Linked DNA regions of Mus musculus: region 1 is linked to region 2. Evidence: chromatin contacts called from public Micro-C data. All regions are on one chromosome and are shown on one strand. The core of a region is the stretch at or near the end of the contact, and the rest is flanking DNA. Distances in the headings are between cores, read along the strand shown.

The links. A called contact is a pair of places that touch in the nucleus more often than the background predicts.
Region 1: a contact with region 2 is called in a Micro-C map of the G1E-ER4 cell line, with 2.4 times the contacts expected there. The contact joins two enhancer-like sites. A contact is called at or near these places in 1 of 15 datasets of contacts at CTCF or cohesin (large pre-B cells) and 3 of 484 Hi-C or Micro-C datasets (the G1E-ER4 cell line, nephron progenitors and palatal mesenchyme).

Annotation. Positions count from the first base shown.
Region 1 is chr16:95,483,255-95,489,307 of GRCm38.p6, forward strand. The region is part of intron 2 of Erg (ETS transcription factor); the gene reads right to left. Among named protein-coding and RNA genes, the nearest start is that of Erg, 44 kb to the right of the region's middle. Within about 2 kb of position 4,672, at least 10 of the 459 cell types and tissues checked have an H3K27ac peak or open chromatin away from gene starts, as enhancers often do. A contact at or near this core is called in the G1E-ER4 cell line, where this site is marked.
Region 2 is chr16:95,344,700-95,351,147 of GRCm38.p6, forward strand. No RefSeq gene overlaps it. Among named protein-coding and RNA genes, the nearest start is that of Gm31641, 88 kb to the left of the region's middle. Within about 2 kb of position 3,057, at least 49 of the 459 cell types and tissues checked have an H3K27ac peak or open chromatin away from gene starts, as enhancers often do. A contact at or near this core is called in the G1E-ER4 cell line, where this site is marked.

The sequences.
Region 1 (6,053 bases), core at 3,422-5,921, 140 kb after region 2:
AAAGCCAGATAAACCTGTCAATCTCCATAGTGTTTCATCACAGCAATAGAAACCGTAAATAAGACACCATCTTAGACTGGAATGCAACTCTGGGAATTGCCCATAAGACAAATGAGCAAAGCCACAAGTTCACTTACTCCAGGACAAGGAGATAATGATACATTGTATCACACAGTTCTTGACTACCTGGACAACAGTAGCTGTGGGGTAGGGTGTGGATTCTGGGATACAGAATTCAGAGACTCTTGGAGAAGAGTCCTAGGCAGTGATCTAGTGTAGTCCATTGTAGGCATAGAGGCTATTGGGGGGGGGGGGTCCCTAGAAAGGAACTCTTCTCCCTTTCTGGGGTGGTGCCTTGAGATAGAGGACTAGGAGATAGGCAGAGAGTAAACAGCCCAAGCATATTCCAAACTCCTTGGAAACAGAAACTCAGGGCCAGACTGCTTAGGAAAAGTTGTCAGTCTTTCCCCCCTCCCCCTCCCCCTCCCCTTCTCCCCTCTCTACCTCCACTAACAATGCCCCCTTCCCATCTTCACTAATGTTTGTAAGTCTATATCTAGAATTGGATCTATATAAATAGATATTTCTAGACACTACCTGAGGAAAATCAAGACTGTGAGCATGTGTTAGAGTCCACACTATACCAAAAAGGGAAGAGGTCCTAGTGACTCTACAAACACAGCCAGGACAAAGACCAAAGAGACCATTTACTTTAATCTTGGTGATGTAAAAATCTTAACTCAAAAAGATTTTATACATTTATATATGACTGTGAATAATTTAATTAAATATAATGACTAAAATATCAGCGGCACATTTACTTTGCTACAAAAATGTTCATTTTTAAACTAAGAAAGATAAGACTTGGTATGCAAATAGGATTAAGGAATGGGGGGGGGAGGTTACAGCTTGGTGGTGGAGCTCACAGAGAAGCTCTTTCTCATTCTGAAGCGCAGCTGGGGAAAATAAACTGTGGGTGAATCTAAATCCTTAGGAACAGAAACCAGAGTGCCTAGGGAAAATGTTAGCTCAATCCTGCACACCACAGTGAGAAGTGTCAGACTCAGTGATCAATGTTCCCATGCGAGAGGCTCCAGGTTGCTCCCCAGTGCTAAATATTAATTTTTTTGTTGGTTTGTTATTTTTCTTTTTGAGACAGGGTCTCATATAGCCTAGACTTGCCTGAAACTCGCCATGTAGTCATTGAACTCCTAATCTTCCTGCCTCCACCTCTTAGTACTAAGATTATACCAGGGCTCCAGCAAGCCTGCTGGGGCTCAAATCCAAGACCTCAGGCATGCTAGGCAAACACTAGCAATTGTGATACATCCCCAGGATCCCAGTTTAAGTATGTATGTATGTATGTATATATGTATGTATGTATGTATGTATGTATGTATATGTATGTGTGTATATGTATACACGCGTATATGTACATGTAGATGCATATAATCAAGTAGCAAAAGGGGAAAATCATGCTAAGAATCAAGAATTCTTAAGAGTTTTGAGTAAGAAATTAAGAGGATCTCAGCTTTAGAAAGAATAAGAAAAAATGGTCACAGAAAACTGTCACCATCTGCTAGGAATCCACCCTTCCATAAGGAAATGCTGAGCTAACCAGAGCATGGCTTCCTTGATAGCAGAGTCCATGATGAGGAATATCTGAGAAGCCCCCATGTGATAGCCACAGGAGTCACAAACATGGCCTGCCCAACAGTGGCCCATGGTGAAATTCTACGTCTCAATACTAGGGTGACTTTGTCAGGAGAACATTCCAGAATGGCCTACAGAAGTACAATCCTTGGAAGGCACTGCTGTTCAAACATGGCCCCTTCCAGCAGCAGAGGTTTGGGGTATCTGTGGAGAACTGAAGCACATGGATGTCCCTGGCCAGTCAGAATGTCTGAGGACTGGGGTCTCCAGTGTGACAACCCTCTTGGCAGTGTGACTCCTGCAGGTGTGAGGCATGGAACATGCCTGGTACACACTGAGAAATGCCTTCAGCAACTCCTAAATGACTTCTGAAAACAGCAGTTTCCAGGCCAGGTCACTGGCAGCAGAGATGACATGATGGCTACCTCTGAGTGCCGTGGGTAGCTGAAAAGGGACCCACTGAACTTTCTTACTAATTAGACCTCCTCCTCCCTTCTCCCAGAGGGAGAGAAAGCTGGGTAGAGAGGATAAGATCTATCAGGAATAGAAGAGTGGCTAAAAAGGCTAAGAATCCTGAGTGTCCTCACCCCCAAAAGCTATGAGGTCGGTGGTAACTAAAGAACCACCCTAGAGACTCTATAATGAGACAGAGATAAGTGTGAATATGTGGTGCTGTCCTGAACCATGCTGGGAGTTACACAGCATGGCCCTCCTTCCTAAGGTTCCTATTTACATATACTAACTATGCATTACAATGGGTGCATATCATCATGACACTTCACATGCATACACACATGACGATCAGATTCACCCCACCCTTGTTCCCTTCCACGCCCTTAACCCTTTCCTCTTCCTAGCCAGTTCCCCACTTTTATTTTCACATCATGTGTGTGTGTGTTGTGTGTATTTTTTAATGTGTAAGTGTGCACGTGTGTGTGTGAGTTTGTATAAGTGTGTATGTTTGGGTGTGAGTGTGTAGGTTATGTTTGTATGTGTATAGTTGTGTTTATGTGTGAGTGTATGTAAATGTGGTGTGTGTGAGTATGTGTGAGTGTGTGTTATGTGTGTTTATATGTGTGAGTGGGTGTAAGTGGGTATGTTTGTGTGTGAGTGTGGTCTGTGTATGTGTTTGTATGTGTCTGTGTGTATGAGTGTGAGTGTGTATGTGTGTGTTTGCATGTGTGTTTGTGTGTGAGTGTGTGTGTTTGAGTATATGTGTATGTGGTGTGTGTGTGTGAGTGTGTGAGTATGTGTGACTGAGGTTCACTAGACTTGTTTAATGGAACATTTGTTTATAGGAATGTGTTCTGCTCATCAGTGGTTACACCACTGAAGAAAACTGCTCTCTGCTCTGTTCCTTCCAGGGCTGTGAGGGAGAATCTGCGGATTTCTTCCCATCCTGGGCCTTCCCTGTCTTGCAGAAGCATAGCCCAGTGTCTGCCCTCTCACCTTCTACTGTGAGCTTCTGCCTCTAAATATCCCCTTTATAAAGACCTCAGCCATCCTGGATCAGGGCCCAGCATGCTACATCCGCAATAAACCCAGTTCCAAAGGATGTCACAAACTGAGGTACTTGGAGATTAGAACATCACAGTGAGAATTTTATGGGAACACACTGAACGCAGAAATGCATATATTATTATACCGGGTGCTATAAAAGGTCTTTGTAAAAAATGATTATTGGGATTTGGTATAATTAGGATATAAATATTATCCACAAAACAATTAGCAAACTTTGGCTTAGAGCATCATAACACTATTACTAGAAAATGTACTCTAACTTTGCATTCTGTTGCCAGAGAAAATTGTAAGTCTAGAAATGTTCAGATAAAAAAAAAAAGAGAGAAAGTCACAGTCGACCTTCCAAGTCACATCCTCCCAGACCTGGTGCTCAGTTTGATTGCAAACAGCCACATGAGGAACCCTCACAGTCACGTCCACTGTGGTATCACACACCCTCACAGTCACGTCCACTGTGGTATCACACACCCTCACAGTCACGTCCACTGTGGGATCACACACCCTCACAGTCACGTCCACTGTGGGATCACACACCCTCACAGTCACGTCCACTGTGGGATCACACACCCTCACAGTCACGTCCACTGTGGAATCAATCACACACCCTCACAGTCACGTCCACTGTGATATCACACACCCTCACAGTCACGTCCACTGTGGGATCAATCACACACCCTAACAGCGAGATCCACTGTGGGATCACACACCCTCACAGTCATGTCCACTGTGGGATCAATCACACACCCTAACGGCGAGATCCACTGTGGGATCACACACCCTCACAGTCATGTCCACTGTGGAATCAATCACACACCTTAACAGTGAGATCCATTGTGATATCACACACCCTCACAGTCACGTCCACTGTGGAATCAATCACACACCCTAACAGCGAGATCCACTGTGGGATCACACACCCTCATAGTCACATCCATAGTGGAATCACACACCCTCACAGTGACATCCACTGGGGGATCACACACCCTAACAGTTACATCCACTGTGGGATCACACACCCTCAGGGTGAACAGTGGTCTCTTCTTTTCCTTTTGAAAATTGTCACCATCACTCACCCTCTGGCTGTATTTCCCTGCAACCCAGACAGCTTTCTTTATTATTTTAGTAGATGCTTGGAGATCTCTTTTTCAGCCAGGCCAAGGATTCTTCCTTCAGTGACTTGCACTCTGACCTCTGCCCCTTTTTTCTAGTGTGCTCTGCCTAGAATGTGTTTATATACACACTCACACGCACTCAGGAACAGACACAGGACTTTTGCCCTCATTTCCTTCAACTGCTAACTCAACGTCAGCTTACCGATGAAATCTAGAAGACTCCTCTGATGTAAAACCCCTTCCCAGAATGCACTTCTCTATGCTCTCATTTATTCTTTATCTCACACCATGCACGCAGCTTCATCTTAGTTACCCCAGCGATGGTTTCCTCAGCTAAAATACAGACTCTCAGCAACAGGCATTTACTTATTTACTTCATTCATAGCCTGCACCATAGTCAAGAACAGAGCTTATACCACCTCCTTCATAGCAGAAAATTGCTTCACACTGGATATCCCAAGATGTAGAACAGATCTTTTTAGATATCTCTAACTACTTAGAAAATTGATCGTAAAAAGAATGCTAAGTCATAGGACACAAGGCATATAGAATTTGTGGCACCAGATATGAGACACTGAGATATGGAGCCTAAGTTGCTATCAGATAACTGTGTCCAGACCACAATAAGCTAACGGTTTGATAACAGTACCAAAATGCACCCTAGAGCCTTCTGTGTCTTCTATCAGTCACCTGGTGCCAACCACTCCGAAATCTGGAACTGACTTCTGAAACAACCAACGAGCATGGCCATAGAATCTACTTCCCATCCTTGAAGCAAATTTTTGCCCACTAGCTTATGTTCAAGTCACCCTCCAGGATGACTTCAAAGGGGTCAAAGGGCCTTTGCTTATCTCCTATGTACAGAATCCAGTGTCTTCAGCCAAGATCCAGATTTTGGTTCACCCCACATGCATATCTCTACCTTAGGTTTAAGAAATAGGTTACTTGTGGACAATTAGTAAGATACGCATTGTGACTAAAAGTTTTAGTGAACTGTTTAGTCATCTTGTCTTAATATTTGTTACATATACGTACACATGCATGGATAGAAATACTCTAGATTAATGAATTTGTTCATAGTTCCTGGTGTACTGGAGTATTTCTTGTCCCTACACTTACACAAGACCATGTGTGTTCTGGCTCCTGACCTATGGACTTCCAGGTACCTACAGGACAATGATCAACCTGCAAATTCTTCTCATGGGAAATGTTCTGGAAGTCCAGTGCTGATGGGACAGAGCCACATGATGTCACAGGGTGGCAGAGATTGTCATCTGGGAGCATGAGGGCCTCTGGCAGCACCTGACACACAACCTTAACTGACTAAGATGCTGGCTGTAGAGTTGATATCAGATCATAGCCTCCCTCGCATGCACGAGACCTCAGAACACCACTCGGAGGGTGACCAACGTTTCCTTGTCTGATCAGGAAGAGCATTTTGGCGTGCGCCCTTCTGTAACTCTCTCTAAACAAAGACTCACTTTTACCTCCACAAGATGCTGTACTAAGCAAGACACTTTCATTTTAAGTAGCGTGTTAAACTGAGTAAGAAGGTTATCATTAAAAGCTTTTCTTTAAATGTCTGTGAACTGTGTGTACTTTCTATTTGTGTGTGTTTGTGTGTGCCTGTGTCTGAGCTGCAGGCCAACCTCAGCTACCATTCCTCAGAAGCTGTCGACCTGATTTCCTTAAGGCAAGTTCCCTCTCCGCTTTAGAACTTGCCCAGTAAGCGAGGCTGGTTAACAAGCGAACCTCAATAATCTGCCT
Region 2 (6,448 bases), core at 1,807-4,306:
GAGGGAAGGGGGAGGGGAGAGAAGAGGGGAAGGAGGGAGGAAAGGGAATGGGGAGACAAGAGGGAAAGAAGAGGTGATGGAGGGAGGGAAGGAGAGGTTATACAGATTAATTTTCAATATTTGTTTCATCATTGGTGTCGTGGTTTTGTTTGTGTGCTCGTTTGTGTTGATGTTTGTGTTGAGAGACAGGGTCTCCGGTAGTCCAGGCTGCCCTTCCAGTTTTCTACGTAGCTAAAGATGATCTTAGCTTCTGATCTTCCTGAGTGCTAGCACCTCAGCGGTGCTCCATCATGCCAGGTGTATGCAGCTATGGGAAAAGAAAACAGTCTTCGACCACACTAGGGAAACACTCTACCAACTGAGCCACGCCCCCAGCCCCTGTATGATCTTTGTTTAGAGCAAGGAAGCTTGGGGGCAGAAACAAAATAAAGGAAGTCCACAAGGGCGTCATCCGCCTCCTCTTGGGATTAAGCAGGAAGGCTTCTCAGGTGCTTCTCCCTTACTCCACAAACCAAGAACGCGAGGCGGAGGGAGGAGAGAAAGGGGGAGAGAAGGGAGAGCTCTGAGGTGAACAAGGCCTAGGATGACCTCAGTGAGCAACGTGGCCTTTGAGCTCGGGAATGTGGGGCCTTTGGTTGGCTGTGACAGAGGAGGGGACTCAAGAGGTCTTCAACAGCAATTGACAGCATTTTGCCTACACTGACCTAAGAGGCCCCAAATCAGGATGCTTCTTTGTCCTGGGGATTGTGGGCACAGGTTGGAGCCACCGAAAATTTACCTTTCCCTGGTGCTGGGGCAGGGGAAGCAAGACAGACAGGACAGGTCGTGGGAGCCCTAGGGTATGCTTGGCCAGGGAGAAAGCAGAGTTCCTGGACAATAATCTGTAGATGTGGATTCTAAAGTCCTGGACTGATGGGCCTGGTATCTGAAACAGGCCCTGCTTAGTAAGCAGCAGGTAGCCTTGAGACCATCCAGGTCTCCTTGCTCCCATGCTCTGATGCTTAGGGGGTTTCTGAAAGCACCCAAGGACAGCTACACCCTGCTGGCACATGTGGAGAGCCTGTGATCCAGGATTTCCCATCTCCTGTGATACAATGCCCAACTTGTGGAGATGATATTATAAAGTGATTTTTAAGAAAATTAATTTTTTTAAAGTCCTAATGATTCTATTTTGAGACAATGAGCTATGCCCCACTGACCTGTAGCTGGGCTTCTTTGTAAACACCCACACAACAAACACATCTGAGAATCTTAGGGTGTTCCATGAAGCTATTACAAGTAGCTTCTAAATTACCCAACGAAGACATGCCAAACTGTAAAGCTACCAAAAGTAAGCTGGTTAGTGGCTCAGCTGCAGTGGCAGGTACATGAAACTCTACCGCCACCTAGTGGTCACACAGGATTTATCCCATTCCAGGACTTGCCACCTGCAGAGAGCAGGGTCTCCCCTCCCCCCATCCCCGTGCGCGCCCCCCCCCCCCGGCCCCCGGGCTGGATCCCTCTAGGTCATACATACACAAAGGCCATCTTTACAAACCTTGGCAATATGTCACAGAGGGTATGCCAGTAAAATGTGCTTAGCAACAGAACAGACCATTAATATCTTTTATACTTGTGTTTCATTTTAAAAAGGAGAGAAAGGGGCACCACAGCAACCCTGGTTCTTCTGTAGAGGGCCTAGGGCAAGGTAATCATAAGGAAGGAAGGAGTGTGAATTCCAGTCCTCTCTCCAAGGCAGCAAGTGAAGTTAGGCTTCAAAGAAATGGCAGGATTTACTGCTCTCTCTCTCTCTCTCTCTCTCTCTCTCTCTCTCTCACACACACACACACACACACACACACACTCTCACACACACACACTCACTCTCTCACACACACTCTCTCTCCACATATATACACAGACACACACATCACAAACACACACATCACAAACACACACCACATACACAGATACACTTACACAGACATACAGACATACACACCACATATAGACACACACACACACACCACACACAGAGACATACACTCACACACATAGATACCGATGCACACACAGACACACACACATACCACATACACAGATACACATACCAGACACACAGACACACACACCACACACAGAGGCACACCACACACACACACACCATGCACACAGAGAGACACAGATACAGACACACACATACCACATACACAGACACACATACCACACACACATACTACACACACAGACACACACACACACCACACAGAGACACACACACACCATGCACACAGAGAGACACAGATACACAAACACACACATACACACACACCACATAAAGACACAAACACACAACAGATGCATAGACATACATAGCAGACACACACACACTGACACATACATCACACACACCACTCAACAGGGATATCCACCTAGGGAAATGTATGTCTGCAGGTTCTAACCCAGCCCTTGAGGGCCAGTCCTCCCCAGGTACCCACTTCTCTGCACCTTGCACTTTCCAGACTTAGAGCATCTCACACCACCCTTTTGGCTAAAGCTGTCTTTTGAAAGCCCTCTCCTCAGAGCTCCAGTAAGACTGCACTGGCGTCCCAGGTCCCAGAGGAAACAATGGATGAAGCTTCTTCCGCTGCAGCTGCAGGGAGGTTTACATTCCAGCCCTTGCTGCCTGGCCTTATCAGGGTGGAAGGAAGGCCCTGGCCTGCCTGTCACACACCCAAGAGCTCTCATGTGGGGGCAGGGCTGCTGAAGACCTTCCTGGCAGGGACACCATGGAGAGATGACAGCTTAGACTCAGCTCACTGCCCCTCTCACAGGGAGGGAGAAACCCTGTCTACTGCGTTTCCCTAGGATTCTATGGAGGAGGCAGGAATTCATCAGCAAAGCCAGAGGTGGAAGGACTTGGGAAACATGGAAAGAGCATCAAAGATTAAGCAGCAGCAGTTGTGAGCACCCTGATGTGGTCAGGAGAGAAAGTCAGACCTTGTTAGCAGAGCTGTGGAGCCTGGGTAAGCCACTGAGTCTCTCTGAATGTGAGGCTTCACCCACACCTGCACAGTGAAGAGAGACAGCTCACCCACATGTCACAGTCCTCACATTGCCCAGTCTATGTCAGCCTTGGGAAAGTGTGAGCTTTCACTAATTGTTCTTTGAAGCCAGCAAGGGAGAGTCCATGTCACCCTACAGTTAAAGGTACTGAGGGAGAGTGAGGCCCTTTGTCCACACATCTCGCTAAAGCCCCTTGAAGCAGGCAGTGGCCCCTCACCTTGGCTCTCTCCACTCCTGAAAAACGTCTTCAAAACATGGTTTAACAAGTTCTCTCTGCGCGTCTACGCACTCCAAGCTCAAGACTTTGGCATCCATTAAGGGCACGGGAAAAGTTTTACAAGGGACACTCTTGTACCCTGCTTTGGGTAAGTGACAGGGCACGGGCTGGGGAAATTCCAGGTGACTTTCCAACACTGCGCATAAAAACCGCTGTTCCAGATATTTTTAAACAACTCCTACAGGATCTAAATCCACCAGCCATTTCTGCCTTCTCTGAATTCTCCTTCCAGTGATCATGGTTACCCATCCCTGTATCATCTGTAAAATCAGCAGACAGGACCTGGCCAAAACATTTATCCATATAGAGGTGAACCAGGTAAATAGATAAAACTCTCACACTGCAATATGATGCAGCGCTAAGAAGGATCTAGAACTTTCCATACATGGATAACATATTACGGAAGGGGGGAAACTATCAGATACCCTGGGCAGGGAAGGTTCTAGATTTCTAGAGTCTTCTAGAATTCTGCTCAAGCTGCTGAGACACCATGATATTAGCCAAGTATGGGTCATTTTTTCCCTATCTGGGAATGTTTGCAGACTTTTTTTGGTTGATATTGGGGAGTCCCCGGTGGCAGGGGGTCAGATGGGAACGAAAGGTGCAGCTGGACACCCTCAAGATGGGCAGAACAGGCCTTCCCCACCCCAGTGAAAGAGTGACTTTCAGCTGAGCGTGTTAATCAAGCGAGGTTGAGAAAAGCCACTCAAACTGAGAGTTTGGGTAACAATCTTGACATTACAAAATAAGCCCCGCCCAAGATGGAAGTTCACAGAGAGGAAATGGAGCTGAGGGGTGGGGAAAGACTGAAGACAGACACTGAGAGCAGGAAGCACCGATGCCCACCATCCAGCCCTGGATTTCCACGGCCTGCTCAAGGAACAACGTCAGGATTCAACGGATGTTCACTGAGTGCCAGAAGTCTCCTGCTCAATTAAGTCACGATAGCCATAAGAGTGTGAATGAATGCAAACACAAGCAATGAAGGAAACAGATCTGGCCACGGGCGTCCCTCCAGCTAGCAAGGTTAATGAGGTGAGGTCAGGGAAGCCTTCCTGGGGCCTCCAGGTTGTACACACCTGCTCTCACCTGCAGGAAGAGCACCCATGCAGCAAAGATGGATGGCTGGGTAAAGACCCTAAGATGTCGCAGACCTTGGGTGTGAGGAATGGAAGGAAGGACTGGAACATGGAGGACTGTGGAGACAGGGAACCCCGGGGCCACAGAGGCCTTGTAACAGAGTGAGTTTATACTCAGTGTGATAGGAAGTTTCCAGAATCAAAAGTCCCTGGCAGCTCCCTGGTGGGAAGGGACAACAGAACTGCCTCCAAGTGAACCTGTGACAGTCCCTGTGTATGAAAACAACAAGGGCCTGGGATAGGGCTCTTTACAAGGTCTGACTGCCACCATAGCCACAGAGTCCACGTAACATGGCCACCAAGACCCAAGATCAGATCCCCCATCTGCTCCGAGGGTTACTCTCCGGGTGCCAGGGCAAGAGAGTGCTTTTGATCTCCAGCCCCAGGAACTTGTTTTCAAGTGGCACTTTATCTCCAACCACAGGGAACAGGGCACAGGACTCCCCCAGTTACTCAAGTGTTTGCTTCTGAAACAGCCATGAAGTTGTTGCTCTGCTTACCAGAAGTCCCCTCATCTTGGGAGGAGAATGCTTTTGTGCAGAGTGAACCATGCATAGAGACACACGGCGGAGCACGAGGAGTGTGTACTGCACAGATGAGGTAGATACCAGGAGTGTCTGAGCATCAGACAGGCCTGTATCCCTTCCCAACAAAGAGCACTGGGCCTCAAATGTCCACCAGGGAGGTTGGGAAATGCTGTGCACATTTGGTTTCAACAACGACCCTGCTGTTACATCAAATGAGCCCAGGACTGACGCCCACAGGGAGGAAACGGAGGCGAGAGGTGAGGAAAGAGGATGAAGACATCGTGGAGGCCCAGGCATCTGTGTTCAGTCCAGCCTTGGATGTCATGGGGGCACAGAGGGACCCAAGCTCCCAGTACAAAGTGTGCAACTCAGCACCAAGTGTGCAACTGCTGCAGAGCTGGGCCTCCATGATCCTGCTTTCTTTCTCTTTAGAATTACCAAACAAAACACAAGGTTTTTAAACTGTTTTCATACATGTGTGTCACTGCGCTTTGCTCATATGTGTGTGTCACTGCACTTTGCTCACATGTGTGTCACTGCACTTTGCTCACATGTGTGTCACTGCGCTTTGTCACTGTGCTTTGCTTATGTGTGTGACACTGTACTTTGCTCACATGCATGACACTACTTTGCTCACGTGTGTCCTTACACATTGCTCACATCCATCCCGACCTTCCTCCCTCATGGTCCTCCCTCCTCAGTGGTTCCCTCCTCCCTTCAAACAGTCTGTCTTCTGCTTTCTTCTCAGGCTCATTTAATGCAGTTTTAGATGTAGATTCTGCACATGAGAGAAAACAGCGTTGTGCATTTCTCCTCCTCTCTGACCCTCTCCAGACCTTTAAGTTTCATCTCTTAAAGGTAATATATATATATTTCCCCCCCCCACCCACAGGGACCCACGGGAAAGAAGCTAGATTCTTAACCCCTCACCAGCCATGACCAGCCATGACCAGCAATGGCCAGCAATGACCAGCAGAGGGCATGTGGCAAAGGAAGCAAAACCCCTTAGGAACACAGAAACCCATGGCTGAGAGTGAGCTCCAGGCCTGCTCCTAAGAGCAAGTGCAGCCTCCCATTCAGAAGTCCACAGAGTGCTGTGCCCCCCCCCCCCCACCGTGCCATTGGCCAGTGCTGCTCAGGGCTTGCTTCTTTGCAGAGATGTTGACTAATCCCTTTTGCATAGCACATTTAAAACACAGGAAGACGACTCATGTAAATCCTGACTTTTTTTAAAAATATTTTTATTAGGTATTTTCCTCAATTACATTTCCAATGCTATCCCAAAAGTTCCCCATACCCTCCCCCCCATGCCCCTACCAACCCGCTCCCACTTTTTGGCCCTGGCATTCCCCTGTACTGGGGCATATAAAGTTTGCATGTCCAATGGGCATCTCTTTCCACTGATGGCCGACTAGGCCATCTTTTGATACATATGCAGCTAGAGTCAAGAGCTCCGGGGT